Linked DNA regions of Gossypium arboreum: region 1 is linked to region 2. A link is a contact called in public Hi-C data. All regions are on one chromosome and are shown on one strand. Each heading gives the region's core, a stretch centred on a gene start, on an enhancer-like site or on the middle of the called end of the contact. The rest is flanking DNA. Distances are from core to core; before and after follow the strand shown.

Region 1 (2,700 bases), core at 155-2,654, 170 kb after region 2:
ATATCAATCATCACCCATCAAAACCAAATTTATTTACAAATATATAAATATTAACATAAAATATTTTTTTATTTTAAAATAATTAAATATTAAAAAAATTATAAATTGAGATCTGATGTAATTTATGAACATCTCAAATAAATTTGATCAAGTTTTCTAATGTGCTTCCTAAGTTGTTAATAACAGCTTTATAAGTTACCACTATGGCTTACGCCAACCAATTGATCCATTGTTGCTACATGAATTCAGATATATATAATTTAATTTATAAGTATAAAAAAAAAATGGAATATTTACCATTAACCGAAGATTAGAGACCTCGAAAACAGAAAATCCAAAACATATCCTTTGTCAAACTTTATATTTTTCACTCACATGAAAACAGGGCTTATTTAATTGATGTTTGGAGTTAAGAATTCTAGTTTGAAACTTGTGGGTTTAAATTTTGATATAAAATTGCACATGTATAAAGAGAGTCCTATATGCTCAGAATTTTAATATGTAAAAGAAATTAACTGTTATTTTCTGCCAAAATATGCTGTCCTTGTTTCCATCTAGAATTGCCAGACAGGCATTCATGTGCTCAAAATTCGTATATTCATGTATATGTACATAAATATTTTCGTATAATGTTGGAATCATATTTTTAATGTAATCGTACGCTGTATCTTATAACCAAACTGGTAAGAAAACCAACGAAAGAACAATTCCCATGATGCGGATTTAACAAAAAAAAGAAAAAAAGAACTATTAATTTATTTAATACTGTATCATAATTAAGAGATTATTAACTCATTTCCACTTTTTATATAAATTTTCGAATCATTGGGAAGTCAAACATAATTTAATTGGATTTCTCATTTATATATATTTAATGTTTTTCAATGCATCCATATTAGTTTATACTATTTAATTAATAAAATCATTAAAATTAAATATATTGAAAAATAAAAGGTAATGTAATCAATCATCTATCTATTTAATTGGTTTATATTGATTCATAAATTAATTAATTTTAATTTTTCTTAATTCAATTATTCTAATTAAACAATCCAACTCAATTAAAAAAATATTACAACACCAAACTTTCAAAACAAAGAGGAATTATATAAATTATTTATTTTATTTTAAGTGTTCAATACAAATCAAATTCTAATTAATAAAATTATTTTAATTTTTATTACTTTATTATTTTAAAAATATGAGTTTAATATTATTGTTTTTATACAAATGGTAGGTGTACCAGTTAATAATATTAAAGAATATTGATGGCATAATTAATAGGAGCCGTTGATTTCTCATTTCTTCTCCCAATTATAATCGGACGGTGTATTGTTTTAGACTATTTTACTCATACAAAATACTAATAATAAATACTTGTCCTTCTTCGTCGCCACAGGAAAGTAATGATGACACATCGCCAAATCACTGAAATCAGTGAGTTAATTACCATCGCTATCACTGTAAGTTACTGAATTTATAAAACCTTACAAATCCAAAAATCAGTTATAGGAAAAAAAAGAAAAAAAAAAAAAGAAAAGAAAAGAAAAGAGAAAGGGAAAATTACGCTGACACCCATAAAAACTACAGCTCATCTCAACAAAGTCTACACAGTATCTCTCTTTATCTCTCTAGACTTCTCTCAAACATTTTCCGATGTCCACCGTAACCGTCTTCAGATCCCCCTAACGAGCCGCTGAGTCTCTTGACTGTTTTTTTTTTATTGAAATCAGTATTAGATTTTTGTTTCGTACATGGCGGAGGAAGACGTCGTTCCCAAAACCTTCCGAGCTCTCGTCGAGAGCGCGGACCGTAAATTCGCACGAGTCCGGGACTTACCGTCGTACGGACGAGCACAAGGCCAACACTATTTCCAGAAAGTCTTCAAAGCCTATATGCGGTTATGGAAGTACCAGCAAGAACACCGAGCCGAGCTTGTCAAAGCCGGTTTGAACCGGTGGGAGATTGGCGAAATCGCCGGTCGGATCGGCCAGCTGTATTTCGGCCAGTACATGAGGACGAGCGAGGCTAGGTTTCTGGTCGAAGCCTACATTTTCTATGAAGCGATTTTGAAGAGAAGGTATTTCGAAGGGTGTGGAGTGAAGGATCTTCGAGTTCGGTTTAAGGAGTTGAGATTTTATGCCCGGTTTTTGCTGGTTTCGTTGATTTTGAACCGGACCGAGATGGTGAAAGTTGTCGTCGAAAAGCTTAGAGCTCTTATTGATGATTGCAAGGCTAATTTCCGGGTAAAAACGATTTTTTTTTATTTCTAGAATTTCAAGCTGAATTTTTATTTGCTATTGTTGGCATGGTGCTTTTTTCAGTTTTGTTCTGCGCTTTTTAGCTGCTAATGGAAATTATGAATAAATAGTAAGAATAGAATTTAGGTTTACCTAAGAAGACATAAATTGTTTTTTAAAAGAAAAATTTTTAAGAACATGAAAGGGAGTTCATTGAGTATTATCGATTACCATTTAATTACCAATAAATTAATTTCAAAATAGTTTTCCTTTTTCCCAAATGAATAGTAAGAATCGGGTTCAGGAAACTTTCGTTAAGAAGTATAATCTAAATTTTCATAAATAATCTAAATTTGGGAAAATTAATGCATTACTCAGCTTTATTTCCTCTGCCCCATAATTTTTTTCCTTATTTTTGTAATATCTTCTTCACTGTTTTGCAATAAAAATAAAAAGGAAA
Region 2 (2,700 bases), core at 196-2,695:
ATTTTATTTATATTATAATACAATTAATTTATTTAAATCATATAACAAGTTATATAATAAATTTCTCATTATTTTGATTATTAATAATTCTACAAATAAACTCTAACAAAATAAAATGAAATTGAATAATGTGGATTAACATGATGGGTCAAGTCGTGTAAAACACGAATATATTTCTTATGTCACAAAAAAAAGTATCATGCTAATATAATTATAGAAACCCCAACCTCAATTCGTTTCATATTAACAAACAAACAAAAAAATCAAATTTATCAATTACCAATGTTATTTTAAATGCAATATAATATATGAAATTTAATTTTATACAATTTATACATAAAATTTTAATTAGATTTAGGTTTCACAAAGTATTAATAACATTATCAACATAGCATCATTTAGTGTATACAAATAAATATTTATTCAATAGGAAAATAAATTAATATAGTCGGAGCAAAACCCTAAATTTTTTGAGTCAAAATTAAGCTGCATATTTTATAAGAGTTAAAATATAATTTCATTAATTAAAAGAATTAAATCAAAATTTTATGATTATGGGAAGATCAAACTATATTTTATCATCTATTATTTGTAATTTTATAGATTTGAGTCTAAAGAAAGTTATACCATTTTTGGAGTGGGGACCATGATCTTATGTATGTAATTATTTTTTAAAATTTATACAATTGAATCAAAATTAAATTATTATCAAAATTATAATAAAATTTTTATTGTAATTATTTTACATTAAAAATTATATATTAAATTATACATTAAACTGAATTTAATGTATTTATCACTAACAATAAAGCATGATTTGTGATAATAAATTATTTTCAAAATTAGCAAATCTAGGTGATTATTATTATAGGTAGCATAGGTATAGGTCCTTTCTCTCAATACACGTAGGGTTTTAGTTAAATAATAATTTAATTATGTAAATTACCAACACAGAAAGCATAAAATGATAATTTCAAAAATCAAAAATCCTCGTGCGGCCACTTTCCACTCTCCGCCGTGGCTCGAGACCCTTTTATCCTTTCCACGTCTTAGCGTTCTTCCAAATCTCATAAACAAATTATTTTCAAAAATAATATGTTAATAATTTTATAATACACATTTTTAAGGTTTTCAAAAATAAATTCAACAGATTTCAATAAACTCTATAAATGGGTTGCGTTGGTTTTTTTTACAATTACTTTTTTAATTTTAACATTTAATTCTTTTATATGGTAAAATCCAACTTCCAAGTCATTTTGTCCTATTGCATGTGAGGGTAAGAAAGCTAATGTCATGGACCATTGTGAAGATTTTCAACTACATGATCCAACGGTGATGAACTTAACATTGATCTACTACACTCACACTAACATGTAAAGGCGAACAATGTTATATGAGGAACCTTCTTGGAAGCTAAGTGGAATTTGTTCTCCCCCCCTGTCTATATATACACAAACCAACCAAAATTTATTTACAGTTGGAGGGGAAAAAAAAATACAAACCTCATATGGAGTATTGTGAAGCAGAGCATGGATGTAAGAAGCACTCAAATCACCAGGAAAAGCAAGGTGTTTGCCCTTCTTGTCTTAGAGAAAGATTATCTTGTCTTACTCTTTCATACAAAGAAGCTTCACGGGTTACTTCTTCACTCTATTTTTGTCCTGCTCATTACTCTCTGGCTTCAAACCCTGACTCCCCGGCTCGACATAGTCATTCCCATATGCGGAACAGTTCCGGGGTGATGGGAATCATGGGGATGTCCTCGTCTTCCGGGGTAAAGCTTGGTGCCTCTAATGGTTTGAAGAAGAGTAGATCGATTGCTTTTGTACCAAGAAACTTGGATGAGGACGATGAAGAGACCAAAAAAGGGAAAAAGAAAAAAGGGTTTTGGTCCAAGTTAGTGCATTTCAAAGGGAAGAAGGACGCTTTCAACAAGTATGAGATTAACGATTGGAAGAGTGAATTAGTTTCCTAGGATTCAATTTCAATAAAATTGTGCATTTCTTTTTCTTTTCCTATGTTACTTGTTCATGCGATAGGAAAGAATATTCTAGCTTGAATCCTGTTGTTATTGGCATTTTATAAATGCTGGTTCTTTAATTAAAAAAAAAAAAAAAAAGGCTTATGCATCAACTTAAGGTTTTTCAGATGCTAGAATTTATCTTCGAAAGAGAGATGCTTTTTAAATTTTTTCACGAAAAGATTATATTATATATCACGTGTAAGAAGCTGAATGGAATGCCTAAATGTTCAATTCAAATTACAATTAGCTGGAATCATACAGCCAGGGAATAATTATTTTTCCCATATTGTATTAGTCTGAAATTTCCTGCTGCTGACCCCAAACATCTTTCATACAGGACTGTAAAAATTCAATGAGCTCTGTACATTTCATATCACAGTTTCCACGACAGCAACAGGCACATTTTTTTCCGAATGAATTTGATATCATCTTGTAGACTTGGTTTCTGTGTCGTTCTCATTTTCATTCTCGTCACTGTGGTCTACTGACGGTCGTTTCAATCTCTGGAATATCTCATCAAGGGACTCAGAATCGGATGAGTTGACATGGGAAATGAGTGTGGCTTCCTGATTCTGGCGTACAGGAAGAAACTTTCTGGCCTCAATATTTGCTTTAAAATTTTGAAAGCCAGATTTCATTGATCGCCATGTTGAGGCCAGTCCAGCAGATGGCCCACC

The links. Hi-C and Micro-C count contacts between places; a contact is called where the count stands out from the background.
Region 1: a contact with region 2 is called in a Hi-C map of leaf, with 4 times the contacts expected there. The contact joins the promoter of LOC108474282 here to the promoter of LOC108483255 in region 2. A contact is called at or near these places in 2 of 5 Hi-C or Micro-C datasets (both in leaf).

Annotation. Positions count from the first base shown.
Region 1 is chr11:54,937,590-54,940,289 of ASM2569848v2, forward strand. It overlaps LOC108474282, which reads left to right and starts at 1,405. Exons shown (of 9, transcript XM_017776250.2): 1 at 1,405-2,246. The coding sequence starts at 1,755.
Region 2 is chr11:54,769,016-54,771,715 of ASM2569848v2, forward strand. It overlaps LOC108483255, which reads left to right and starts at 1,446. Exons shown (of 1, transcript XM_017786544.2): 1 at 1,446-2,570. The coding sequence starts at 1,508. The coding sequence ends at 1,975. It overlaps LOC108483254, which reads right to left. Exons shown (of 14, transcript XM_017786543.2): 14 at 2,180-2,700. The coding sequence ends at 2,449.